Regions from separate parts of the Mus musculus genome. Here regions 1, 2, 3, 5, 6 and 7 are each linked to region 4. A link is a contact called in public ChIA-PET, HiChIP or PLAC-seq and promoter capture Hi-C data. All regions are on one chromosome and are shown on one strand. The core of a region is the stretch at or near the end of the contact, and the rest is flanking DNA. Distances in the headings are between cores, read along the strand shown. Region 1 has its middle 15 kb from the start of Gm32912. Region 2 holds the start of Sap18 (Sin3-associated polypeptide 18). Region 3 holds the start of Lats2 (large tumor suppressor 2). Region 4 holds the start of Cryl1 (crystallin, lambda 1). Region 5 holds the start of Gja3 (gap junction protein, alpha 3). Region 6 holds the start of Zdhhc20 (zinc finger, DHHC domain containing 20). Region 7 holds the start of Zmym2 (zinc finger, MYM-type 2).

Region 1 (3,707 bases), core at 564-3,063, 310 kb after region 4:
CTTTGCTCGTCTCAAAGCTACGGACAGTATTCTTGGAAGCCTAGGCCAAGTAGAATGTTGTAAATATTGTTCTCAAATCATATTGATAAAGATGGGGGTCTAGCCCCAAGGCAGCACTTCACAGCTTTGGGTCTCCAGGTTCCTGGTTGGTTGAACCCATGACAGTTTTTTTCCTGAAGCCTGCATGGATTCCTATTTATGTCGGTGATCTTGTTTAGGAATTTTCATTTCTATCCAATTCAGAAACAGGAGTTTTAATAATCATCACATCTTCTATAGTCACAAGTACATGAGAGATTGTACTAAAACTCACTACCTGAGCATTAGCACATTGGGCCCCAGCTCCTGCAAGGCTTCCTGCAACCCCTCTGCATGGGCTGCAATGTGTGTCTGTATGTGTACACACAAATAAATAAATGTAATAAAAGAAAAATTTAAAAGTCTTCCAAAAACACACTCCCAATACTCCTGGAAGTGGCTGCATTTTTCTTCCCCTCCTCTCCCCTCCCCTCCCCTCCTCTCCCCTCCTCCATTCCCTTCTATCCTCTTCTCTTTCCCATCTTTTCTTTCCTCTGCTTGCCTTTTCTGGGAACAAACCACTGAGCTACACCTCCAGGCCTGGTTGTTTGGCTGTTTGTTTGTTTGTATTTTTTGTTTGTTTGTTTGTTTGTTTTTGGCTTTTTTAAAATTTTGAGACAAAGTCCCAATAGCTGCTTAGTCTGGCCTTGAACTCGTAGTCCAAATAGGTCTTGAAGAGTCAGTGCTCCTGCCTCAGTCTCCCCAGGCCCCACCATCAACTGTTTTTAAGGGTGGCAGGAAATGGATTCGTTATTACTAACATTTGCTTACTTGCTTGCTTTTCCTCTTGGCTCGTTCTTCATTCTGGGGTAAGGAGAGGAGAAGACAGGGAAGGGTCTGTGGTCAGTCAGAGCAGAAGTTCTCAACCTGTGGGTCATGACCCCTTCAGCAGTCACATATCAGATATTTACGATTCGAAACAGTAGCAAAATTACAGTTGTGAAGTAGCAACAAAATAATTCTATGGTTGGGGGTCAACTGTGTTAAAAGGAGCATTAGGAAGGCTGAGAACCACTGAGTTGGAAGAGAGGGAGCCAGGGCAGACCTGTGCTTATAGGACTATGTTATGGGAGAGTTAAGATGAACTCTTCTCAAAAAGGAAGACGTGACAAATGTACAAGATTAATTCTCTGAGTTACTTATATCTGTCCAAAGTGTTATAAAATGACATTATTGCATTTATTTACAGAACTAAGTAGAAAAACCCAGAAGGTTTCGGGGAAAAGCTAGTTGAATCTAAGGATGACTTAACAGAAAAACAAACAAAACCATGATCTCAAATAGGCTCTAAAATAGTTAGGAAGCCCTTTGAACTCAGGCCTGGGAACTCATAGAGCAAAGGACAGCCATTCAGAGTTGCATCACGAGTCAGAGCTGGGTGGGCACTGAGTATTGATAGCTCAGACCCCTGAACAGAAGGTCACAGGGTATGGTGAAGTGTATCTGTCATTCCAGCACTTCCCACACAAAAGCAGGAGGACCAAGTTTATGGTTCTTCTTAACTGAATAGTGAGTTTGAAGCCAGCCTAGCCAACATAGCAGAGAGCAGACTACGGAGACATGCCAGAGCAATGGAAACCAGAAATGAGGTAACTGGAGTGTCCGTGTTGAGAGGTAAGACTGAGTTAAAGCATGTTGAAAATGAGTTACGTTCAAAGTGGGGAGATGAGGCAGGCGTTAGAAAGGCTCAGCAGAAACTCATGACATATGATCAGGGCTATGGGCTAGGGGCATGGCTCAGCGGCAGAAGCCTTGATCAGCATGCAAGATGCCCTGTGTTCCACCACCAGCACTGCACAAAAACATCAGGGCCAGAAACATGCATGTGGGCAGCGTCCTCCGAGCTTCTTTCTGGGGTCATGCAATGGACATCTCTGGATACAATCACTGAAGGAAAACGGGAGAAGAGCAGACGGGGAGGTGGCAAGGTCTGGATTCTGAGTAAGAGTACCAGGAGCTGGGAAAGAGAAGAAAGAAAACTGAACTCTGAGCTCTCTCTATGGTCAGAAAAGGCGTGGGGATCCCATAGAGTAACATTGTGACAGTAGGAATGTTTGTAACTCTTTCGAGACACAAGGTACAATGAAAGGGAACCTTCGGGGAGCCTGGCTGAGCCAGCTAGGGTAGGTGTCAGCCTCTCTGAACTGCTAGCCCAGTCACAAGGACTGGACTTGTACAACCCATACCTGTCAATCATTAGTTAAAGCACAGTGAGACAGGCCACAGGCAAAGTCCAACGAAAGGCAGGTGCTGAGGGCAAGCTGGCCAGGAATGGTGTTTGGGAATCTTGTGGTCAGAGCTCAGGCAGCAGGAATGAATCCAAAGGTGAGGCTGAGAGGGCCACACTGCAGAGCTAGGACGGGAGGGCGTTGGTTAGGCCGACTGACATCCTTAGTCAGCAGAACTGCAAAGCAAAATCACAGGAATCACAGCTCGAAGCTCTTAGAATGGCTTACTAAAAAGATGGGACGGCAAGTGCCTGAGATGTAGGCACGGAGAGACCCTTGTACAGCTTTGCTTGGAAATGTTAGTAGTCTAGCCATTGTGAAAACCATGTGGGAATACCTCAAGATGTAAAAATAACAGTACATTATGACCTCGATCAAGTACAGTCTTTTCTTTATTTACTTATTTTTAAAATTTATTTATTTATTTATTTGGTTTTCTTTGAGACAGAGTTTCTTTGTGTAGCCCTGGCTGTCCTGGAACTCACTCTGTAGACCAGGCTGGCCTGGAACTCAGAAATCAGCCTGCCTCTGCCTCCCAAGAGCTAGGATTATACAGTCTTAAAGGACAGGAAATTGATACAGCAGACACATTTGCACTTTCATGTTGACTGTAGCTTCCATGTTGACTCTGCCTGCACAGGCCAAGACATGGAATCAGCACATGGATTCACCCACAGATAAATGGATGAAGGAAAATACACTATAGTATATGGGGGGAGGGGCAAGGAGATGGTTCAGCCAGTAAGGGCAGCCTGGTGCCAACCTGATGCCCTGGGTTCAATCTTTGGGACCCACATGGCATAAATAGAAAACAAAACAGACTCCTACAAGTTGTGCTCTGGCCTCAACCTGTGTTCCGGGGATGTACAGACACACATAGTGTTTAAAAGCATGTACAATGTGTATGCTTTTATGTGTCAGTTAAAAATAAGTTTTGAGGAAAGAAGTCGTAACACTTGGGAGGTAGAGATTTGAGGATCAGAATTTTAAGGTTGTCCTTAGCTACAGTGAACTCGATGGCCGTCTGGGATACACGAGACCCTGATTCAAAAACATAAATAAATATATTAAGTTGTTTTAATTTTAAAACAATTCTAAAATAGAAATTCTGTCCATTGGAAACACACAGACAAACCTGAAGGACATCGTGTTAAGTGAAATAAGCCAGATGCAGAAAGACAGTGTATGTGTGAACTGTTTCACGAGGTTAATTTAGTGAAAGTAGAAAACAAGGTAGTAGTTATCAGATACTGGGGACACTAGGGATGGGGGAAATATGGAAAGCTGAGTCAAGAAGGCAGTAGAAGAAGGAGTCTTGGTGGCTACTGGACAGAGCGGTGACTATAGTCACCTTTAGTGGGAATGGGGCACAGCTCAGTGACAGAGCACTGGCTGAACATG
Region 2 (3,627 bases), core at 399-2,898, 400 kb before region 4:
TTGGAAGATATAATATCGAAACTGACACAAACTATACATACACCAGTGTGCATAGTTCAAGTAAAATCTTATTTTTTCATAACTGTATGTAGTTCACTGTGTAATAAAATAAGTTATAAAACTTCAGACAACTGTTACCTTCTTATGTATTTTTGCAACTAAATTTTACCTGGCCAGAATTCATACTCTATTCTGCAATTAACTCCGAAATTTTATATATCGTTCCTAGTGAACTTCAATGCTGGCATAAACTCTGATTTTCTTTTGAGGCAATTTTTAAAAATTAAACAAGCTTTTACAGTCTGAGTGCCCTAGCAGAAGAAGGGTAAGCTTTATAGCAGAAAGTCTCAAGAGCATATGCTGAAAGGTGTGTACAGTAAACACTACATTTTTAAAGTGAAAAACTTGATTATTCCAAGATTTTGATATCCATGTGGTTCTGGAACAATCTCTACAGATAACAGAGAGATAACCCTCTTTAGAAAGCTGGGCTCACGGAATAGAAAAGCAGCACTTAAGCAAAGTCCGGGCAAGCTGGAAAATTCATTTGTTGGGGGACACGGAATTTTAGTATGTGGAGAGTGGCTTAAATTCAGCCGCTACTCAGTAGTTTTCCCTTATAAATTCAATCACTAGCTCGTGTTTTGGATGGGGGTGGGGGGATGGGGGGTTGTTTGTCTGTTTTCCCGAGAAAGGGACTCTTTTGTGGTGTATCTTACCACCGCAACAAAAATGTATTAAAATTCGCCTTTGCTGCTTTTCCAAAGCTATTACAGTGTCAACCTGACACAATCCAAAGGACAAGCCTGTAACGGTCCTAGCTGCGTGGGTCCTGAGCAAGGCAGGTACTCGGAGATGAAACACTTGGGACAGCCGTCCTCACCGTGCAAACACCAAACGCTTTGACACCAAGGGCCGGGGCAGAAAGGGCTCGGTGTTGATGGTGCTTTTTAATATCTTGGTGCTGCGTGGCTCGAGGCTTCCCATTGCCTCCACTCTGCGAACACGGTTCACTCAACAGCCATCTCCCTCCCCGTCCTCTACCATCTTATCCTACCGCACCGTAAGCTACCTACGTATCCTTTTGTACCGGGCGGCCACACGGCGAGAGCGACGCCGGTCAGTTCACTCTGACCTAACGTTTCATCCCCACTCCCGAAAGGCGTCACACGGCGGGCGAGCCCGCCCTGGCTGTCCCCGAGGACGCAGCCCGCCAGGCCCGGGTCCCGCGCGGCTCACCAGGTGTAGATCTGCAGCTCGCTCGAAGGCACGTTCCCGCGGGAGAACTCGTCCATTCGGTGGTGGCGGCCGTTGTTGGTGGTGAAGACCCGCAGCAGGAGCGGGCAGGTCTGCGGAGAAGCAGGGAGTCAGCCTCGGGCGCGCCATTTGGCCTGCCCGCCCACCCGTCCGCAGGCCGCGCCCGCCCTCCCGCCAGCTCGCCGCTGCTGCCACCTCTGCCCCGCAGCCGCCCGCAACCCGCACCTTCTCGCGGTCGATCGGCTTCTCCGGCTCCTTCTTAATTTCCTCCTGGGTAACGCGCGACTCCACCGCCATCTTCCTCCTTCGGCCCGGGAGACGCTCGCCCTGACCTCCGACCCCTGCGGCGAGCATGAGCTAGTCGTCTCTCGCGAGGAAAGGCACGAGGTTTTATAGGAAACGAGTGGCAAGGCGGGGCATCGCATGGCGCAGGCGTATTTCCGTATGTGTGGGTGCACACGCACGCACGCGCGCGCGTACGTGTTGCCTTGGGGAGAGGGGTGGGGCACACGCATGCGCAGTGCTCTACAGGCGTCTTGATCGTTCTTAGTTGTTTTCTTACGTGCTCACTGCCCAGGTCAGCTTAACGTAATATTTTCATGCGTAGTGATGAAAATGTGTAGCGATCACGAAAAACTTAAGAAAATTCACATGACATGTAAAAATATGAACCAGGTAGTCATAGTGATGATAAACCGACTGAACTGGTTAATATGGACCCCCAGTGCAGAAAGGTACTGCAAGGCCAGCGAAATGATACCTTTTCTGTAGATGATGGGGTAAAGCTGTCTGTTTAGGGGCTATGAATGAAATAGGCTCTTTTTATGTCACGCAAAATTCAAGAGAGGCAAATCCAGCGGCATGGTGATGCATACCTTCACCTGGTCTTCAGAGTGTCAGGACAGTCAGGGCTATGTGGAGAGAGCCTGTTTCAAAACAAAAACTACAAAAGTATCAGTGAGAAAGACTGATTGAAAAAACCTTCATGCCGGCCAGTGGTGGCGCACTCCTTTAATCCCAGTACTTGGGAGGCAGAGGCAGGCTGACTTCTGCATTTGAGGCCAGCCTGGTCTACAGAGTGAGTTCCAGGACAGTCAGGGCTACACAGAGAAACCCTGTCTCAGAAAAAGAAAGAAAGAAAGAAAGAAAGAAAGAAAGAAAGAAAGAAAGAGAGAGAGAGAGAGAGAGAGAGAGAGAGAGAGAAAGAAGGAAAGATAGAAAGGAAGGAAGGAAGGAAGAAAGAAACCTTCACAATATGCTATAGATACTAAAACATAAACCCCATAGCTCCATTTTAAAGCAGTTGCTTTAAAAATGAAATCTAGACAGTAAGCATGTAAGGTTCGGAATGTCACTGCTAACCCAGAGAGTTCGTTAAAGATCTGGTGACTGCTTTTAATAGATTGCTTTACAAACAAATCGGATGTAGTATATCTGCAAAAATTAGACACTGCCAGTAGCAGCTGTTGGCCTTGGCACTTCTGAACTCCGGTGAGAAGGCAAGCTGGCACACACTTTGGATTCTTTAGGGTTCCTTGCTAGTCATCCTCTAGTCCTTACAACCCCTTCTTGCTGATAGACTCTAGAGAAAATCTTTGCTAGGAGTATATCCAGAGACATTATGAGAATGCTCTTCACTTGAGGTTCTTACAGAGGACCAGGCTACAATTCAAAACACCTGTAACTCCAGTTCCAGAGGCTCTGATGTCCTCTTCTGGCTTCCTTTGGGCACTGCATGCATGTGGTGCACAGACATGAAAACAGTCAAAACACCCATACACACAGCATAAAAATAAACAGATTTAAGAGGATGTAGAATGCTCATAACTTCAGACAGAAGCTGCTCCTGTAGCGAGGACAAGCCAGGCCTTACTAAATCCTCTATCTAGGACCTCCTTCCCTAAACTGCTGTGCTCCTAGTCGTTAACAGACCCAAGGCAGGGTGGGACAACACAACTTGCTAAATCTCTGCCTAAATTCCTGTCTTGTACCTTCACTATCTGCTAAATTCAGAGGTCCTCCGCCTTGTAGACACCTCTACTTCTACATCTTTATTATAAGCTGCTTTCCTTACTTCTGGGACGACTGCTGGATCCCCATCATACCGCTGCATCCTCTGCCAAGTGGCCAGATTACCAATCCATCACAGGACACCTCTCTGCCAAATCTGGAGTTTTCATTACTTAAAATATTAGCCATAAGGTGGATCTCTGTGGGTTTGAAGCCAGCCTGGTCTGCAGAGTGAGTTCCAGAATAGCCAGGACTATGAAGACCTGTCTCGAAGAAACACACACACACACACACACACACACACAGAGAGAGAGAGAGAGAGAGAGAGAGAGAGAGAGAGAGAGAGTCAGAGACACAGAG
Region 3 (4,038 bases), core at 243-2,742, 350 kb before region 4:
GGATTAAAGACATGCGCCACCACTGTTTGACAAAAAGAAAGTTATTTTTGTTCTTTTAAAAAAAAGATTTATTTTTATTTATGTGTGTGTCTGTGCTAAGCATATGCACATGTGTGTGTGCATTTACCCACAGAACAAGGCATTGGATCCCTTGGCACTGGTGTCTCTGTCTCTCTGTCTCTCTCTCCCTTCCTCCATCCCTCCCTCCCTCTGCACCCCTACTTTCCCCCTCTACCGGGTTTCTCTGTGTAGCCATGGTTGTCCCGGAATTCTCTCTGTAACCAGATTGACCTTGAACTCAGAGATCACCTGCTTTCCTGAGAGCTGGGATTATAGGTGTGCATCACTAACCGGCTTCCCTAACATTTCTTAGAGCAAGAGATAGGAACTTTTAACACACAGTGAAGGTTGCCAGTGCGCTTGGGGAGATGGGGGAGGAAGTTCCCAGGTGAGTGCTAGACTCCTCTTTTACAGAATATTACTTGATGCATTGGTTTCTCATCACGGTGCAAGATGTCAGTGTAGCACACAGGGTCAGGCTGACTAAAGAAAATGAGGCTAATCTGCAAGAGGCTTAATTATTAAAGTTCAAAGGACAAAGAAATGAGAATCTCTGGAAGAAGCCTTAAGGGAATTAGAGAGGTGGGGGTGGGGGTGGGGGTGGGGGTGGTGGTGGTGAGGGGCAGTCCAGGACTAAAGTCTGTTGAGGCAGTTAAAACAGTCCTGACAAGGGTTCTTCTGACAAGACAGCCTGAATTTGGCACAGGAGAGGGGGCTCGACTTCCTTCCCGAGGACAAAAATAAAAACTGGTACAAATGATCTTCACTCTTGTGAATTTCTTCCGGAATTGAAACTTCAAATGTCACGTTTGCTAATTAAAGAGGAAGTCTGGTTGACTTTTAAGACTATTAGTCCCCACCATCACTTACCACAGATCGTAAGTTGGTGGGGAGTGTGACGTTAGACAGCCAATAGTAAACGAAAGACTTTGCTTCCACGCTGTTATTTCTCAGCGTCTGTCCCTGGACCAAATCCCCAAATGGAGGATAAAGGAGTGGCCGAAGTGTAAACGCCAGTCTCCTCGGCTGGTTCGTGCAATACTGATGTGTTTTATAAAACCATAAGGCACTTTCCTAAAACGTGCCCAGGGAGGGAGCTGGTTAGCCTGCGTCCGGTTAAGCCCAGGCTGTCAGGCGTCCCGGTTTATTATTTGATGCCCGGGTCTCAGCAGCCGGCTGCACTTTCCGTGGCTGGCACCGGGGCCTGTGAACTTACTTTTCTCACCCACTGGTACGAGGCGTTTAGGGAAACCGGCGCTCCCGGGCTGGGGGCTTCCGACGCGAGCCCAGCGCAGGGCAGGTGGCCGCCCAGCCAGGCGGCGCAGGAAGCGGCCCGTGGGGCGGAGCGGGCGGCGGGTAGCAAGGCCGCGGGCGCCCCGCCCGGGCTGGTATGCGGCCGGGAGTGACGCGGGAGGAGGGGTCACGTGACGCCCGTGGAATGCCAACAATGTAGCGAATGTCCCGCTCGGGTCTGCGCTTCGGAACCGCGGCGTGAGCGCCCCGGGAAGATGGAGCCGCCGCCGCCAGCGCCGCCGCCGCTTCCCCGGGCTCCCCCGACCCTCCGGGGTCAGCAACCACTGCCGCCACCGGCGCCCGGTCTCCCGGCGCGCGAGGTCCCGGAGCCGCGGGCCAGGACGCCGCCGAGGGTGTAGAGCGCTCCCGGAGGTGAGGGGCCGCGGCCGGGAAGTTTGTCGGGACAGGGCTCCGCCCGGTCCCACGGGCGAGCTGCCCTGCGGGACAGGGACAACCCGTCCGCTGGGTCCCGGGCGGGTGCGGAGCAGCGGGTGGCGGCGGCGGGGCGGCTTTGTTGTGCTCGCGCGGCGGCGTCCGGAGGCCCAGACCCCGCGTCCCGCGGCGCCGACCCCGCCCAGCCTGGGCCTCCGTGCGCCGCGCCGTCCACCACGCGCGCTCGCGGCCTTGCGCGCTGCACCTCTGGCCCTCGGCGGCGCGGTGCCCGCCCGGTGTCCGGTGTCCCGTCCCCGGCTGCGCCGTCCGGCGGTCGGTGCGGGGCGGTTGCGTAACGTCTCTTTTGAGCCGACTTCTCCCGGGCCGGCCTCCGCCGCGACTCCACGGCCTGAGTCCGTAGCGCTGGTCACGCACGAGCCTCGCCTGCGTGGCCCGGGTCTCGCCCGGGCGACTTCGGCCACCAGCGGCGTGCAGGAGGCGGCCGGGTGAAAACTTATGCCTGTGAGTGTGAGCGGGAGAGAACTGGACGTGCAGATTTTGTTGACAAAAAAGTTTGAGCGAGGACTTTTCACGCCTTTAAATTTCCCCTGCTTGCCCGTAATGTAGCCGCTTATTAGGGAATTTGTACCAAGTCTTGCTCCATATTTTTAGTTTAACCCCAGGTTAGGTCAGTAAATGATGCTCACCAGTTTTGAGTGCTAAATCTGGAGACAAGGCTACTTTTTGTGATTTTTCTTTTCTCCCCTTTTAGCAACTGTTGTAATAAGGCGCTAACAAAAAAAAAAAAATCTTCCAGCATAGGAATGCAGACGCTGCTTAGAAAGCCTGTTTTTAACTTAACTATAGTTAACAATACATTACAGTATTCAGCCTCTCGTAAAATTTTGGTTATCCAGGTATAGAAAACGCTGTTGAACGAATTCACCATGGTTCCTTTGAAATTGCTTAACTTTTACCACACTTCAAAATGTCAGCTTCATATGGTACCAACAGAGGCTGCTATACAGAATTACAGAATCCGAAGTTTTGAACTGAGAGTTTTTCAGCTTCGCCATCTAGTTGGAATAGTATAAATGTAAATTGGAGCTGTGGGTTATTTCTTTCCTTCGAGAAATCACGGCCTTGGTGGGAGGGACTTTCAGTGGTGGGAGGGACTTTCAATGATGGGCGGGGAACACGTTTACAATAAAATGCCTTGTTATTTTAAATGCTGTGTTGTAAATAGCCTGCCCTAGGCCCTTAAAACCCACTGGAGAGTAGAATGGAGGTTGGAGCTGGTAAATCCACACTAAACTCGAACGAAAGCTATTGGGGAACCATGTGGGGGAGGGTAACGCGGGGGTGGGGGTTTTGTGTTTGTATCGGGAAACCTAGACCAACACAACGTTTTGTATTTATTTCATGCTTGTAATAGCGCGAAACTTTTAAGTAATATTTCGTACTATTTAAAAATAGTATGCTTGAAGGACTACAGATGATAAATTTAATGCATTTATGTTGTCTTGGCTGTGAATGTGCTGTACAAATGGTTGATATGTTCCAGTCCACAGAAGGAGCGGTTCAGCTTCGTGGAAGCTGTAGAAATTACCAGAAATCTCAGTCCTTCTAAAAAGCTCATTGCTTGGTGTGTTCTCTGGAGCAGCTGGAGTTGAGGGATGTGTAAAGGCACAACTGTTGTGTCACCCTCTGAGGAGCACGCACCCTCAGAGTTTTCAGGACTTGCTTGGGCTGCTAATATCCCTGAATGTTAGTTAACTGCTCTCTCTCAATGCTTTTAAGCCCAATGCTACTTGATTTGTTGTTTCATCTTGAAGCTATAATAAAACAGTAATGTTGGAAGTAGAGATAATTGGTGGAGATACTAAAATTAGGAGAGAAATTTGGCACTGCTTAATGCTTGCCGTTCACTTGGCAAGTACTTTATGTTGGTTAATGTCTAGACTGTGTCGATTTCATTGTGAGAGTGGTGGATTTTTTTTTTTTGTAAAGTTAATTAACAAGTACTTTTTGTTTGTGTGCCAATATTTGACATACATAGGATTTTTTAGGGGGAGAGGAAAAATGGAAAGTGTTATATTTCATAGCAGGACTTTGCATTTCTTGTTAATTCTGATTGCTGATACCTTTGCAGTCCCTGCCGGTCTCTAAAACAGTTAGGGAGGCATAGACCTTGAAGAATGGAAGTTGGCTTTGAGTGAAGTAGGCCTGGGTTTAGAATGTGAACCCCTCTGCCTGCTGACAGTTATCAGAAGTAGGAATGCTGAGGGCTAACACTTTCCATTACTAATTAAC
Region 4 (4,034 bases), core at 1,435-3,934:
TAAGTCGATCTTGAACCACCCTGCACCCTCACGAAGAACCTGATAGTGAGGTTAGAAGTTCCTATTCTCTAGCTTTAAGATTCATTCCCCTGACAGTGGTCCCTACCCTGAGGAGGCCTTCCCAAGTCACTCACTAACTAAACTCAGGTGTGGACAAAAAGGCCGTGCTCTGAATAGTGTGAGGTGTTCCTTTCACCCAGAGTTCCCAAGCTCAGGTTATAGTGAGGCTTTTAGGAGCTCGGCAGCAGCTCCCCTGAGTTGTCAGTTTTCTCTTGCCATAACACACATTGGAAGCTAGGCTTTCTACGGAGGATGTATGTTACCTCACAGTACGGGAAGCTACCAGTCCAAGATCAGTGACCTCCATTTTGGCCACTGCTGGGTGTTCCTTGGCTGCACAACACAATGAAGAAGGAATTAAAAATAGCTGCATGGAGATGCATGTGGTAGGTTAGCCTTATTTATACTAATTCGCTTGGTGACAACTAACTAGGGTCGCCCAGCACTACATTAAGTTGGGGAATATGTACCCAATGACCTAATCGGGTCTCTCCATCTCCCCTGGGACCCTTCCCCCTGCTTCTTTCCCTCTTGTCTCCAGCTCAGTATTTGACTATGAATGATCTTGAGTTGGTACTTTTGATCCTGAGCTGTGGCAGATGCTCTCCCAAATGACTTACTGTGACCTTGAAATGATCCATAAGAGGTAGCTACTGGCAACCATGCTAATCAAACCTATTATAAGTACACGAGCCCTTTATTAATTGCTAGACCAACGTGGGCTCATGACTCCAAAATGTCTCTTGATGTTCAAGCTCAGGGGCATGGTGTTTTTAAAAACAAAAACCACAATTGCACTAGTGCTAGAGGTAGGGTTCACATTAGTGAGGAATTTGGGGTGTCCTAGTAACATCTAAGTTTTCTTGTAAAACTCAGCAGTATTTTTTAGACACTACTTCTTTTTTATTTATACACCCTCTTAGTTGGTTTAGCTTTAGCTTGTGCAAACATTAATTATTTTGGTTAATATGCCTGGACCATGGTCAGGATCATGCACTGAAAATAAGCATTGCCAAGGCAGATACGGCTTTTGCAGGATTGAAGATGGAGGAGTGTCTAGGCAGACACAAAATAGGATAAGGTGGCATTCATAACCTTAGTCATTTGACCTTCTTCTTCAGAAAGGAAGAGACAGTTTAAAGCTGCCTTAGGTTTGTAAGAAAATATGTCTTAGTTAGAGTTTCTATTACTTCAACAAAACACCATGACCAAAAAGCAAGTTGGGGAGGAAAAGGTTTAGTCTTGCAGTTTGTCACCGAAGGAAGTCAGGTCAGGGACTCAAGCAGGGCAGGAACCCGAAGGCAGGAACTGATGCAGGGGCTATATAGGGAGCTGCCTACTGGCCATCCACAATGGGCCCTCCCCTCTTGATCACTAGTTGAGAAAATGCCTTAAGCTGGATCTCATGGAGGCATCTCCTCAACTGAGCAGCCTTCCTCTCTGATGACTCCAGCTTGTGTCAAGATGACACAAAACCAGTCAGTACACTCTCCCTTGCAGAGAGGGACTGGCCATCAGTGTAATTTGGCCGATCTGATGGGTAAAAGGTGTTTTCCTCGTGCCACTTTTCATCTCATTTAAACGGGGCTCGGCATCTTCAAATGTTTATTGATAATTTGTGGAACTGTTTAAAAACCTGACTGCCTCAGAGGTTTCTCTTTCCGAATCCCTGACAAGGTGGTGGGAATAAGGCAAGTGTCTACTCTCCTGAATCTGTCAGTGTGAGTGTGTTCTGATTTCAGCTTTTCCCAAACTGCTGGCCTCAAAGTGTTTCCACTTCCGATTGTGGGCACAAAACTTGTGTCATGCAGTGTAATGCCTCTCGTTCTCTGGTCTCAGACCCAAGTGTAATCAGGGCACTAGCCTTTTTTTTTTTTTTTTTTTTTTTTGCAACAGGGTCTTGCTGTCTCTGAATGTAGCCTGGCTGGAACTCCCGGTTCAGCCTCCCAGGTTTTGCGAGAGCAGGTGCATTCCATCACGCCCTGCTTGGTTTTTCTTTTTCTTTTCCTAACACATTTGGCACTGCACGCCTCTGGAAGGAGGAAGTAAGGCACACAGAAGCTGTGGTACGCTACAAGGAATTCAAATTCGTCCTTCCGTTTCTCAGAGTAACATATCCGGAGTTTCCATTTGTAGCTTGTCCCTTAAGTATCCGGGCCTCCGTTCACATCAGTGAAGCCAGGCTGCAGGTATCTCACCAGACCTGGATTTCCAGTGTAGAGTAGAATGTAAACAGTGGAACAAAAGTCCTTAAAGTGACAAACTGGTGCTAACGTCTTTAAAGCAACATTTTCTTGAAAGTGTCTCTGGGGTGAACCTTTGCGCCAACCTGGCAGTATCCGCTCATGGTTTAATGGTTTCCTGTTAGAAACTTAAAAATAAAAATTGCTCAGCTCAGAAGTGTCTGGTCTTCCCTGTTTGCATCCACCGTCCCACGCTCCCCGGTGCTAGAGCCCAGTGGCCTTCCTGAAGTCTCTCCCCGAGGGCTCCGCCTCTCCTGCGCCTTGGCCCCTCCCCGGAGCTTGTCAGCCAATGGGATAGTCCTCATGAGGTTTGGGCACGCCCACCCAGGCGCCCAGCCTTATTCTGGCGCGCGACCCGCTCTGCTTTGCTCGCTCCCTCCGCTAACGCAGCTGTACAGCCAGGCCCGGATCTGCCATGGCGTCCCCAGCAGCGGGCGGGGTGGTGATCGTAGGCAGGTAAAGGTCTCAGTGGCGCCGTGCTGCAATGGCTGGCGCCCTGGCAGCGTCCCGAACGCGGGACCTCCCGCGGGCGGCCGTGGGTGCCTCGGGTGGGCATCAGGCTGTACCTCGCTCCTCCAGGCGCTTCGCACTTGGGCTCCGAAGCTAGTCTGGCAGTAGACTAGGTGGTGGCCGTGGCTTAGCCAAGCAGTAAGGAGAGCCTTAAATCGGTGCGGGGTCACTTTTGTCAGCGCAGGCCAGAGGTGCCTGGCATCATTGAATACTAGCAATGAACCTGCGAAAACTGTGTTCTTATGCTTTTGAGACGGAGGTCTTGTGTAGCTCATCCTGGCCTCAAAATTTCTAGGTTAGCTGAGGCTATCCTTGAACTCTTGATCCTCCTGCCAAATACCCCAGCGTGAAAGCAGCTTATTCTTATTAAGAACGCAGACAAGAGTTTTACCAAGATGATAGTAACTAACGGATAACTATTGGCCTGGGTTGGCAAGGAGGCTGGTTCGCATGCACCACTGGGCTAGGCTAAATCTCTCGAGGCAGAAACCTTGTCAGTCAAGGCACCCTGCTTTCCTGTGTGTATGTGTCCCAAGGCAGGAGGCTGAGTCACTTTAACAGCCCAAGTTCATCTGACACACCAATTTCTGTTCTCATGATTCCCCTTTCTCCTTATTGCTTCTTTTTTTAAAAAATAAGAACGCTTAGAATATCTTTCATTGCCTAGCTGTCTGAAAGTCTATCAACGTGTAGCAACACATAATAACTAGTATTGGTTGGTAGCTATTAAAGGAGTGGCTTCATGTCCCTGCTTATAGTTTTGGCTACTTGTTGTTCTGCCTGCAGACCAGTCCCAAGTTCAGGCTTTTTCCTTGAGAGTTCTTTGGAGGGAGGTGTCAGAATGCTGTTGCTATTTTCTCTCTTACAGAACTGCAGAATTAGCTGTACCTTTGTCCTTTCCCGTGGTTGCCTGTGGTTGAATGGTCAAGAAATATCAAAAGTGTGCACTTTGCTCCTGTGGTGAACTGTGCTGCCTCGCCTTCTGTGAGAGCCACTGGTGTCACGGGCTAGGTTTTTGCAGGTCTCCGTTGGGAAGTAGATCTCTGCCTGCACCTGACAGGTGTCATGTGGGATTTTGACTGGATTTTGCATTCGTCTGGCTGTGGGTGGTTCATAGACTCCCAAGGAGAGACTCAACAGTCAGTTATTTCTGAGCTCATGGACAGGGAACTAGAAGGGGGCCGGGACATCTTAAGGAGCACAAGATGACCTGAGCTATTG
Region 5 (3,697 bases), core at 503-3,002, 340 kb after region 4:
GCCTGAGTCTCAAATGCTGAAACTATATTTACCTGGCTTTAGTTTGACAGCACGCACGTCTTATATGTTAACTCAGACAGCATCTGTTCCTGTTGTAGCTGGCTTTTTCATTGCCATATGATCTATCTTCATATCAATTGTACATTCATGTTCTTTTCTAAGGCCAAACAATATTTTACAGCACTTAAAACCTCATCTGTGCGCCCATCCATCTTTCTGGGAGCATCTAGATTACTTCCACCTTTCCACTCTTGAACTGTGTTATGAAGTGGGTGTGCAAAGGGTATTTGCAGTTACACATTTTAAATCTATTTCCAATAAAAAGTTGCAAATCATTATTATACTTCTGGCTTTACCAATACAATACTAGAGTTTGTCCAAGACGGTGCAAGTCTTTTAATACTTCTGATGCTTCTGTGGGGAGAAGTATTCTTGTATTTCTTGGAGAGAATAAAAACAACAGAAAAATAAAACCTTCTAGAATAACATTTCTGGATTTCAAAAGAACCTAGGCAGGTGTGCAGTGCAGGCTGCCATCACGGCCCTGGGATGTCTGCAGGAGGTTCCGGTTGAGACCAGGTCCCGCTCCCGGAGACCCTGTCTAAGAGACAAAACGAAATAAAACAAAACTGTATCCATGTGTTACCAAGTCCTGCAGGAGACCGGCTTCACGTCTCTTCATAAGCTTTGTTTTCTTTCTCGTTGGAATACGCTTAAATTCAGACTCGAACAGAACGACTGAATTCTTCAAAGTCAGCGGATTGCAAACCCAAATAGAGCCAAACTTTTTAATGAAGCAATAGGTCTTTAGGGGGACTGTAAAACAACCAGAAATGCACATTTTCCCTTATTCCTAAAATAAATCCATCACTCATAAAGGGACTTTGGGGATCCCTTCTAAAACTGCCACCAACATTCAGTGAATTATTATTTACTAATGATTAGCTGCTGTTCAAGTCCTGTTAGACCCTAGGAAGCCAGAGGAAATGGACAAGGCCAAGATTCTGTCCCTCTCGGTGTCGGTGTCTTATGACTCTCAGAGAAACTCCGAGGGTTAGACACATTAAAAGCCTCACCCCGATGCGGACAAGCTAACCGGACCACACTCTGCCATCCCATCCCCAAGACCGTCTGGAACAACTTGCCCGCAGGGACATCTTCCCCAACACTTCAGGCCATGCCAAGTTTCAAGCGCCTTGGAACAAGTTAATTTAAAAAAATTAGAATCCGTGGAGCTGTCGGCTAATTTGTGTCCGCCTGGAAGCAGGCTGGCGGCCGCTATTTATAGCTTGTTGCCCGCGGGGGCGTCTCTATCCGACAGGGTGAGACAGGATTCCGGCTGGGACTCGCCCGAGGAACAAGTCTGCATCCCCAGGCGGCGACACCCGGGCGCGACCGAGGCGCCCTCCCGACGCCCACGCGCGCAGCGCCCAGGCCGCTCTGGCAGTCGGTTGTGCCTTGCTCCCGCCCCGGCTGTCCACTCCTGCCCTATAGGACCCGGCCCTCGGGTGTCTGCGGCCGGGAACCCCATCCGACACCTGCGGCGGATCGGCGGAGCTGAGAGAGCCCGGACGAGGAGCGCGCGTGGTGCGCACTGGGGTGCAGGTGGCGCCCGAGGATGTGGGCGCGCGAGGAGGGGGCAGGTGCCAGCTTCCCCAGACGGGACCCGGTGAGGGGCGCAGGGGCGTGGCCTGTGGGATGCGGGGAGGCGTGGCTGGCAGAGTGGGAGGTGGCGAGGGCGTGGCGGGGCGACAGGGCAGCGGCGTGGGGCGCCAAGTGCGGTGCGTACCGCGGTGGTGGGGATGGCGGCCGGGGCGGAGAGGCCCGGCCCTAGCGCGGGGCGCTCGTGGGAAGAAGGGGCACCGCACGAGTAAAGAGGGAGCCTCCTTTACAGAGCAGGCCGAGCCCGACTGGGCGAGGAGCGCCGGTGCCGCCGCGGCCGAGCGGGGTAAGGCAAACTGGGAGTTCCAGGGCCATATTGGGGACCCGACAGCACCAGGGGTGGCGGGACGCGGCGCTGTCACCCCTGGGCAAGGCCCTGTTGCTCCCCGATCTTGGGAGGCTTTCGTGATTCTTTGGATTGTTGTGGGGTGCAGTAGGGCTGGGGAGCTGAGCCTTGGGAAACTTTGGGAAAGATTACTGTTCTTCTAGACTCCTAAAGACCTGGGCGGAGCGCCTGCTCTCTTTAATGGACGGTCAAAGCTGGGTCGAGATGGTTTGCCCTTGGGTTGGGGAAAGCAACCAGTCCCTATCCCCAAACAGCAGGGATCCTAAGGTCATTTTAACCTGCAAGTGGCCTGCAAGTGGCGGGGTACATTTGTAGTGTTTGATTGGAAAGAAACAAGGAGGGCCCACTTTTCTCAGAAAAAAAAACTTTTAGAAGTTTATTTTCTTCTTAAATACTTTAGTTGTTAGTACCACGACCCAGCTTCTTGATCTGTACGTGTGTGGCGGTGCACACGAGTAAAGACTGTACATGTTTGGAAGAGCGCCCTTAGCTGCCTTCTACAATAATCTTTTCATTAAGAGACTTGTAGTGACATTAAATTCCAGTGGCGGGCAGCTGTTTGCTTTCTGTCCACTCTTTACACAGGTAACTAGAATTCACTCTCTTGATCAGCCGTCTTGGTACCTGAATAATGTGAAAAGGGCTTCAGCTCTCCAGTTTTCCTTTTATCACGACGCCTCCAAAACGTGCCACTTAACAGCGGCTGTGTAAAACAGCCAGGAAGTGAATTGTGCACAGGCTCTCTCTTGGAATTCAAAACTATGACGATCTGTAATCTGTGCATCACTTCACACACTGCCCTTCTGTCGTGCCGTGAAATATATTGCAAGACAAACATGGAAAGATTAAACTGGAGTAAGGGAGGGGCTTTTCTAAATATCAGTTGTGTTCAAAGTAAAGAGCTAACTTGGCACAAAGTCTCCTGGCTCAGCAGTTTGGCCTCTGTTGAGATAAGCATCAAACAGGGCAATGCTTTGCCCTGTAGTGTGAAGCAGTTTACAAAACGGTCCCACGGGGACAGACAGTGCAGTTTGCTGACCAGCACGTGGCTGGAAGTGGTCGGACTTTAAAATGGCAGGAAACAAAAGTTGACTCTTTGTCGATAAGGAAAGAATTTTAACCAATTTTTTTTTCTGAACAGCACTAAAATTTTAGGGTTTTCTGTTCATTTTTCATAGCTGAATGACATATGATGGGTTTGGAACTTCCTTGCAGCCAGCCTGACGTATGTAGAAACTGGGACTACATCCTGCATTGCTTGAAAGCATGTCTAACAGTACCTAGGACACACAGCCTTAAGAACTCCACCATGTCACAGTCCCATGAACATTAATAAACATACACATTGGTAACTTGCCAGTGTGTGTGAGGACATTCAGAGGATTGAAGGGCCCCCAGGAAGCCTTTCACTTGTGCAGAAAGCCTGGTCCTAGGATCTGGATGTGAAGAAACCCAGACAAACTCAGCTGGTGGCTGGACTCACTTGTGTCTGTCCACCCATCCTTCTGTGGGGCTCCAGGACTAGGCAACCAGGGTCTATATTGCATCTATCCATTTTCCCCATGCCTGCCTCTTCCACGGCCTGCAAACAAGTCTCCAGAGGCAAGGACCACAGTCTTGTTGAGTGTTCACAGCACATACAGCTGCACACAGGATATATTTAATGTTTCCTGGAGAGAGAAACGCACC
Region 6 (3,663 bases), core at 287-2,786, 490 kb before region 4:
CTGGGCTCCATCCTTAGCCTCCAGATTCCATGTTGTATCTTAATTCTTTGAGACAGTTTTTCTGGGAAAATAGCTGAATTTTACCCACCTTAGTGCCCTAGAGTTGGGTCAATTTTGCCACTAATATGTAGTCAAAAATTTGAAGTCAGAATATGTTTGCTTTTTTTTTTTTTTTTTTTTCTCTAGACAGGGTTTCTCTGTGTAGCTCTGGGTGTCCTGGAACTCACTTTGTAGACCAGGCTGGCCTTGAACTTAGAAATCTACCTGCCTCTCTCTCCCAAGTGCTGGTATTAAAGGTGTGCACTTCTGGGTCCTAATGTCATCTTTAGGGCATGTTGCAATTTTCTTATTGTATACATGTTACTTTAATGTAACAGTAGTGTATGGTGACTAAATATTAATACTCATTTTACTAAGTCTTTATCATACTATAATAGCAGTTACCTTCTTCTTGGAGACTTTAGTAAATAGTCTGTTTTAGCTGACCTCAAACTCACAGAGTTCCACTGTCCTCTTCCTCCTGAGTGTGTGGAATTAAAGGCATGTGCCACTATGCCCAGGGCCAAAACCCAAACCAACCCAAACCAAACTTAAAAACTTTTCATTTGTCCTCAGACAACCCCTGGGCCACACATCCTCATGAGCAGTGGTCCATGCACATCCGCACATAGAATGTAAATAAATGAATGTACTGTGTTTTAAAAGAATGTATGAAATTATTCCTAATGATTGTACATTATGATGTTTCACAGCAAGGCTTCTAGATTCTAAGATTGCAGTCATTACTTAGCAATCTCCAGCTGTAAATATTTGAAAATCCCACTCCAGGAAAGGGCTGTTTCTATATTCTGCTTTCATGGTGTAACCTTAAATGTGGACTCCAAATCAAACTGACCTGTTGTATATGGCTTCCACCTTAAATCTCAGGCTCCTACCAATTCAAACAAAACATGGTGGAGAGAGCGATACGTGGACCAAATTATCCCAGGGGATTCTTCATTGGAGACACATTATAGTCACAGGAGTCTTATATTTAAGTATATATAATATTTTTCTTGCTTGCACGCTTGAGTGATGCACAGCCTTATGTAATAGGGAACCCGACTTGTATGGGTCCTGAAAGACCTAGGGGAAGAGTGTTATACAGAGTGCCACCCAAGGCACACAGGGCAGCTAAGAATTCATTCCTCTCCCCTTGCGCATCCCCATCCCTCTCGTCACCCAGTCCTAGATGGCCTCCTACACATCCTTAGCACTCTCCTCTCTTTTCCACCAAGGCACCCCCAAATCCCATGGGCGGGCCTGAGCAGAAGCCCCGCCCCAACTTCAGGCCCCGCCTCCTTCGGCCGGGTAGCCCCACCCCCTACGGGGATTGCCAGGCGCGGGACTAGGGGCGGAGCGGCAGGATGCGGGGCAGGGGCGGACCCGGTCCAGGCGCCGGGAGGGGCGGAGTTGCAGCGTCGCCCTTCACAGCTCGCAGCGGGATGAGAGGCGGGCCCGGAGGCGGGCCCGAGGGCGGGGTCAGGGGCGGACCCGGGCCAGGCGCAGGGAGGGGCGGAGTTGTGGCGTCGCCCTTCGCCACTGCTTGCGGCGGCGGAGCCTCGGGGGCGGGGAAGCTGGCGACAGGGCCGCTGGGGTCTTGTGGTCCTACAGAATCGTGGGCAGCGGGACCCGGCAGTCAGCAGAGGAACATGGCGCCCTGGACACTCTGGCGCTGCTGCCAACGCGTGGTGGGCTGGGTTCCGGTGCTCTTCATCACCTTTGTGGTCGTCTGGTCCTACTACGCGTACGTGGTGGAGCTGTGCGTGAGTGAGTACGGGAGGCGCGGGCGGCGGGCCGGGCCGCGGGTGGCAGGCCGAGGCCTCGGCGCCGCGTTCTGATTCCGCGGGGCGGCCTGCGCTTCCCCAGCCCGTGGGTTCCACGTCCGAGGGTTCCGGCCCGCGCTTCTCCGGCGGTGGGGGCCCCTGTCCGTGGGTTTCTGCCCACGGCTCGCTGCTCGAGGGGTCCCGAGTTCGGGCCTGCGCGCCGCCCACGCTCCAAGCTTCCGGGTGGCTGCAGTCGCCTTGGGGCTCCCACCCTTCTGTGACGGAATGCTCACAAAGGCCTTTCCTTTTGAACTAGAGAACCCCTTCTGAGACGGCTTGTGAGGTCAGTTTGGCTAAAACACACGCACACACGCACAAAGAAATCTTTTCCTCCCAGATTGTTGCTCCCCAAACTGCGCGAGAAGAAGCGCGTAAGCTGAAAGCAGCCTGGGGGCCTGGGAGGGAGGTGTGTCTCCCGGGTCTGCAGTGTGGGCTCAGCCCCTGGTCTGAGCTGTATTTGACCCTTTTTAATATTCATCTGGGGGTCTCAGTGCTGGATTTACACAAAATGTTGTTTTGAGGCACAAGGAATTGAACAAGAGAGGTGCAAGCTCAATGACTTTTTTTTTTTGCCTGTTTACTTTGTAGGTTTGTATTGCTTATACCTTTAGTTTTAGGGCTTTGGTTTAGTTTTACTTTTGCTATTTTTCTTATTTAATTTTTTTTACCGTATGGTTCTTACCTGATTTCCTGGGATAAAGGAATAGCGTTGCATTATACTTACATGACTTAGCCGATTGGTTCATTGTCATTAACACCCTAGGCCATTACTATGTCAGTGATACTAAATAATTGCCTGTAAGCTTTGAGTGTGCGTTCTATACCTACTGGCTCTTTACTGTGTTCGTCTCCCGTCAGCATTATTAAATAAAACCCTAAGAAAAAGCAGTCCCTTGGTTTCCCAGAAGTGATGTGGTTTTAATTTTCAGACAGAGCCCTCGGTTATCTGAAGGACAGATTTTCTTTGGGGAAAAACATACGGGGTAAATACAAGAATGAAAAAAAAAAAAAATCGGGCTGGTGAGATGGCTCAGCGGGTAAGGGAACTGATTGCTCTTTCGAAGGTCCTGAGTTCAAATCCCAGCAACCACATGGTGGCTCACAACCACCCATAAAGAGATCTGACACCCTCTTTTGGTTCGTCTGAAGTCAGCTACGGTGAACTTACGTATAATAATAAATAAATCACTCAAAAATGGTAGAGCCTAGACCTCAATTGTGGCTTTGGATTTGGCGAGCTCCAAACCAAGTACTTGTTTAAAAACTCAAGTTCTGTTCATAGAAGACCCTGAAGTAGCTGAGCTTCTGCAGGTTTTTATTTTTACAGATTTTTTTTTTTTTTGAGACAGGGTTTCTCTGTATAGCCCTGGTTGTCCTGGAACTCACTTTGTAGACCAGGCTGGCCTTGAACTCAGAAATCCGCCTGCCTCTGCCTCCCGAGTGCTGGGATTAAAGGCGTGCGCCACCACACCCGGCTCTGCAGGTTTTTAAATGGCAGCATCCTTAAGAAAATGACTTTGCTACTTAGAACATTTGATTTAGAAGAAACAGTGTACACCTGCCCTCTTGCTCTTGGGAGGCTGAGGTCCAGGCTAGCCTGGCCTTCAGTGTCTCAGAATAAAACAGCTGGGGCTTTCATCCCAGCACTAGGAATACAAAAGCAGGGGCAGACATATCTATTGAGTTTGAGGCCAGCCTCTTATGCATAGTGAATTCTAGGACAAACAGAGCCATGTAGAGAGACCCTGTCTCAAAACAACACTGTGTGTGTGTGTGTGTGTGTGTGTGTGTGATATAC
Region 7 (3,766 bases), core at 1,077-3,576, 510 kb after region 4:
ACAACAGGAGCTGTACTGGGCTCAAGAGTAATATTTGGGGCTAGAACTGTAGCATAGTTGGTGAGGTGCTTGCTAGCGTGCAGGAAGCTGGGTTTGATTCCCAGCACCACATAAATATAACAAGAGGACACAAGTCATAGCACTTGGGAAGTTGAGACTGAGGGATCACAAGTTCAAAGTCATTCTAGGCTACGCAACAAAAGTTCAAGGTCAACCTGGGATACATTAGATGCCATCTCAAAATAAGTGATAGGGCCTGCAAGATGGCTGAATGGATAGAGGGGCCTGCTACATGAGCCTAACAACCTGGCTTGGATTCACTGAACCAATTAGACAGTGAAGGGTAGAACCAACTCCAAAAGTTGTCCTGACCTACACACTGGTGCTCTGGCATGTGCACCAACACAAACACACCATGCACTCACACACTATAAAAATTTTTAGAAATCCATAAAAAGCGTGACATAATAGAGAACTGGTCAACACCAGAGATGAAAGACTAAGTAGAGGACTGCACAGGTCTAAGCAGCATCTACTTGGTAAGATGAAAACAACAGATGCAAAGAACATGAAAGATCTAGAAACACGTCCACCTTCATGGTCAAATTCTGTCACTCAGACCAGGCATAAAAAGTTAAGCAGCTCTCCATAGTTGTCCATTACCAGAGGTCCATTAACCATGATGACAAGAAAAATGTCAAAAATGGTTGCATGCACTTCAAACCAAATAACATTAATTCCCACTCTGTAACTCTAGAGGGCACCAGAAATATGCCCTCCTTCCCAACACCCCTCCTCCCCACCGGTAACGTGAGCAGCTGCAGAAGCCCGTCGTCTGGTTGCTGAGGTTGGTATTGCAGCAGCAGAAGCGATGTCTGCAGCGGTGCAAACAGCAGCGCCCACTCCCAGCTGCCTCACCAGGCATCACTGGAGTTTCTCCCCGACAGCAGCTGCCACCCAAGAGAAGGCTCCTCCCCTTAAGAACAACCAGGAGGGCCAAATCCTATAGCTGAACCCCTATAATCCAACCACGTCCTCTGTTAATAAGCAAATTAGAAGAAAAGGACTCACAATGGTGTTTTCCTCACTTTCTGCCAAAGATGCACCAGATAGGGTTGAACGAAATTTCTGGTCCTGGGATAAAAGAGAAAAAAAAAAAGGGGGGGGGGAGAGAAATGGATGAACACCCAATCTGGTAGGAGCACCAAGCCGATTTCACCAGGAGGAGGCAGAGAAGGGACTAAGGGGTCAAGGAGGTTTGGCCCTTCTATTATTACCCCAAAGCCCACGCAAAACAGCCTACTACTTACTACCCAAGTGGAGTGAAATATTTTATTTGGAGCCAAAGCCCATGTGTAAGCCTCAATCTGCAGGGAAAGGGACCTGAGGGCACCAAGCCTGCTATGGGGTAGGGAGGGGGAAGGGCAAACATTGCCCCGACGCCAGCAAGGGACTTGCACTCCCTCGCAAGTATTACCACCACGGTTATTCCAGTCAAACTCAGCACCAATTTACAGGTAAAAACCAGTTTATGTCAACGATGGGCTGATATTGCCCATATTTGCCCCAAGCAGTTGCCCTGGGCCCGAGGTTTGCCCCCCCTGCAGTCCGAGACCGGCAGCGCTGCCTCCCCGTCCGCCATTAGAGACCCAGCCAAACAATACGTGAGGAGCAAGAGCCGCGCAGCACAGCGCCGGGGAGGAGACCAGCGACGAAGAGGACGCCGCAAGACTCAAAAGGCACCCCTTGCCATCGAAAACTTGGGGTCTCGGTTGGACAGACAGGGTGGGAGTGCAGCCCCCAGGCGGGAGGGCCAAAGGGCCCCTCCCCGGCCCGCCCGGCCGCCCGCAGCACAGAAAGGAAAACACCCCACGACCTCCGGCCGCTGCCGCCCGCACCTCGAGGCCCCCGCGCCCCCCGCCCCCGGCGACCGCCTCACCCAGCCAGCCCTGCCGCGCCCGCGCTCCCTCACCCCTCGGGCCGCACGCGAAGCCGCCCTGGACATCAGCGCGGCCCCCAGCGCACCCTCAGGCCCCGACGCAGCAGCCGCGACACCGGCCGCCGCGGGCTGTTAAGCCCGGCTCGGTGGGAGGCTCCCGACGCTGCCCTCACCCATCTCCGCCTCCCCAGTCGCCCCCGCCTCCGCCTCCTCCTCCCGAGGCTGCGCTGCTCCCAGCCACCCCCACTCTCCGCGGCCCTCGACAGGAAAGACGGCGGGGAGAAGCCTCACCGGGTTCTGGCTGCAGCTCCGCGGAACGAACCTCCCCTCCCCCGGCCCACCCCCCTTCGGCGACACGCACAACTCCGCTCGGTCCAGTCCCGGCTTTAGCGCTGGTGAGGAGGAGGCAGAGGAGGCGGTGGCACGGCGGGGCCCGGAGAGGCCCCGCCCTCCGCACGCTCATTGGCTGATGGCGTGGGCGGCACGGAATGCCTCGGGCAGGCTCCATTGGCCCAGTCGGCCTTCTTTCAGGACCCTCCTCGGTGAGGTAGTCACGGCGGCTGTCCGTCAGACCTGGGCCACGCCCTCGGGCCTACCGGCCCCCCCCCCCCCGCGGGCTGGGCCGGCCCTCCCTCCCTCCCTCTTTCCCTCCCTCCCTCCCTCCGTGCCCCCGCCCCGCCCCCACTCGCGGGGTCCGCCCGGGTCAGGAGCCCGAGTGGCGCTGCCCGCAGTTCGGCTCGCGCTTCGGCCCTGGGGGCGGGCGGTCTTCGTCGAGGCTTCCCGTGGGCCCGGGATCGGGACACTGGGTCTCGGCCTCCAGACGGTCGCCGCGGCCCTTTGCGACTCTGCTCGAGGAGAAACGCGGCCTCGATGTCCCGGTGTCCTCCCTGTCCAGGCCCCCAAGACCCGGGCGACTGGCGAGCCCGGCAGTGCCTGCGGCGGACCGAGGGGGCGAGCCCGGCTGCGGCCGCAAGGGGACTGGTGCGCTGGCGGCCGTGCAGGCGCTTCCACCTTGCCTGGCCCGTGGGAAGGGTGTCCCACCTCCGCCATGGCTGCGGCGGGAGGAGACGTCGGCCTCCATTTTGTGGGATCTGTTGGGAGAACTTGGGGCCCATCAGAACCGAACCCGTGGGGACGAGAAACTTGGCCCGGAACGAGTCCGATCGCGCTCTACCATAGGCCTTGTCCTCGGCCGCCAAGAGTTTGCGCGCCGAGATTGCGGCGGGGCCACACGACAGTGGTGACCCCAGACTGCCGCCGGGCAAGATGGAGCCCCGGGCTCCCTTAGCGGGCTCGCGCCCCTGGGACCTGGGCTGTCTGGCCTCGGCCGTCGGTGCCTGGCCGAGCACGCGCTCTCCGGCCTGCCCAGCGCCTGTCCTCCACGTTGGCGGGGCCTCGGGCCATCGCGTGCCCTTCGCTTCAGTCCTGGCTCCGTGGGCAGTGACCCTCTCATAGGAGTCCCACCGGGCGCATTCGGAGCGGAGCCGCTGGAGGGCGGCACGAGGGTCTTTTGTTCCTCGTCTACACCCACGTCTTTGGCAGAAGACTTGGTGCTGGATTTCCAGGACTCCCTGTAACCTAAGAAATGCACCTCGCCCTGGTGGTTGTTAGCGGGATTACAACTGATGTTGGTTACTTCCTCAACCAAATGGATGGATTCAATTAGATCTCTGAATTTCCGAATTGACAATACCGCCTATTAATGAGTCATATGGCGTTACATTGTAAAGCTCTCCAAGATGATAATGAACATGAAATTTTTAATGAAGTGAATTATTGATTAAGGTCTCAGGCTAATATGTAGACTGCAGTGGATACCATTTACAA

What was found. Promoter capture Hi-C pulls out the DNA fragments that hold promoters and counts their contacts. ChIA-PET counts read pairs in DNA pulled down with a chosen protein or histone mark. HiChIP or PLAC-seq counts read pairs in DNA pulled down with a chosen protein or histone mark.
Region 1: an H3K4me3 HiChIP or PLAC-seq map of intestinal villus epithelium shows a contact between it and region 4, with 7 read pairs. The contact joins the enhancer-like site here to the promoter of Cryl1 in region 4. A contact is called at or near these places in 19 of 39 promoter capture datasets (the 3T3-L1 cell line, 3T3-L1-derived adipocytes, the C10 cell line and 11 more), 6 of 484 Hi-C or Micro-C datasets (the P5424 cell line, Sertoli cells, brain and 2 more), 8 of 115 datasets of contacts at active chromatin or transcription factors (embryonic basal ganglia, embryonic hindbrain, embryonic stem cells and 5 more) and 2 of 9 other capture datasets (adipose tissue and embryonic stem cells).
Region 2: a contact with region 4 is called in a promoter capture Hi-C map of pre-B cells. The contact joins the promoter of Sap18 here to the promoter of Cryl1 in region 4. A contact is called at or near these places in 3 of 39 promoter capture datasets (cranial neural crest, frontonasal cranial neural crest and pre-B cells) and 1 of 115 datasets of contacts at active chromatin or transcription factors (memory CD8 T cells).
Region 3: an RNA polymerase II ChIA-PET map of memory CD8 T cells shows a contact between it and region 4, with 5 read pairs. The contact joins the promoter of Lats2 here to the promoter of Cryl1 in region 4. A contact is called at or near these places in 6 of 39 promoter capture datasets (hippocampal neurons, liver, pre-B cells and 2 more), 2 of 115 datasets of contacts at active chromatin or transcription factors (memory CD8 T cells and microglia) and 1 of 9 other capture datasets (liver).
Region 5: a promoter capture Hi-C map of stem cell-derived epiblast-like cells shows a contact between it and region 4, with 8 times the contacts expected there. The contact joins the promoter of Gja3 here to the promoter of Cryl1 in region 4. A contact is called at or near these places in 14 of 39 promoter capture datasets (the 3T3-L1 cell line, 3T3-L1-derived adipocytes, the C10 cell line and 7 more) and 6 of 115 datasets of contacts at active chromatin or transcription factors (embryonic stem cells, kidney and stem cell-derived neural progenitor cells).
Region 6: an RNA polymerase II ChIA-PET map of memory CD8 T cells shows a contact between it and region 4, with 34 read pairs. The contact joins the promoter of Zdhhc20 here to the promoter of Cryl1 in region 4. A contact is called at or near these places in 5 of 39 promoter capture datasets (3T3-L1-derived adipocytes, cranial neural crest, hippocampal neurons and 2 more), 1 of 484 Hi-C or Micro-C datasets (B cells) and 2 of 115 datasets of contacts at active chromatin or transcription factors (astrocytes and memory CD8 T cells).
Region 7: a contact with region 4 is called in a promoter capture Hi-C map of liver, with 2.9 times the contacts expected there. The contact joins the promoter of Zmym2 here to the promoter of Cryl1 in region 4. A contact is called at or near these places in 3 of 39 promoter capture datasets (embryonic stem cells, hippocampal neurons and liver), 1 of 484 Hi-C or Micro-C datasets (cortical neurons), 1 of 115 datasets of contacts at active chromatin or transcription factors (astrocytes) and 2 of 9 other capture datasets (adipose tissue and liver).

Annotation. Positions count from the first base shown.
Region 1 is chr14:57,087,922-57,091,628 of GRCm38.p6, reverse strand. No RefSeq gene overlaps it. Among named protein-coding and RNA genes, the nearest start is that of Gm32912, 15 kb to the left of the region's middle. Within about 2 kb of position 1,813, at least 20 of the 459 cell types and tissues checked have an H3K27ac peak or open chromatin away from gene starts, as enhancers often do. A contact at or near this core is called in intestinal villus epithelium, kidney and liver, where this site is marked.
Region 2 is chr14:57,796,210-57,799,836 of GRCm38.p6, reverse strand. Sap18 (Sin3-associated polypeptide 18) reads right to left here and starts at 1,648. Exons shown (of 4, transcript NM_009119.3): 1 at 1,483-1,648; 2 at 1,240-1,349. The coding sequence starts at 1,611. It overlaps Mir3077 (microRNA 3077), which reads right to left and starts at 1,413; the gene lies at 1,350-1,413.
Region 3 is chr14:57,743,577-57,747,614 of GRCm38.p6, reverse strand. It overlaps Lats2 (large tumor suppressor 2), which reads left to right and starts at 1,492. Exons shown (of 8, transcript NM_015771.2): 1 at 1,492-1,725. Gm52140 reads right to left here. Exons shown (of 3, transcript XM_030248241.1): 2 at 1,277-2,320. The coding sequence ends at 1,303.
Region 4 is chr14:57,397,133-57,401,166 of GRCm38.p6, reverse strand. Cryl1 (crystallin, lambda 1) reads left to right here and starts at 2,684. Exons shown (of 8, transcript NM_030004.3): 1 at 2,684-2,759. The coding sequence starts at 2,719.
Region 5 is chr14:57,055,778-57,059,474 of GRCm38.p6, reverse strand. Gja3 (gap junction protein, alpha 3) reads left to right here and starts at 1,752. Exons shown (of 2, transcript NM_001271623.1): 1 at 1,752-1,948.
Region 6 is chr14:57,888,209-57,891,871 of GRCm38.p6, reverse strand. Zdhhc20 (zinc finger, DHHC domain containing 20) reads left to right here and starts at 1,536. Exons shown (of 13, transcript NM_029492.5): 1 at 1,536-1,809. The coding sequence starts at 1,692.
Region 7 is chr14:56,885,163-56,888,928 of GRCm38.p6, reverse strand. Zmym2 (zinc finger, MYM-type 2) reads right to left here and starts at 2,326. Exons shown (of 25, transcript NM_029498.4): 1 at 2,231-2,326; 2 at 1,072-1,134.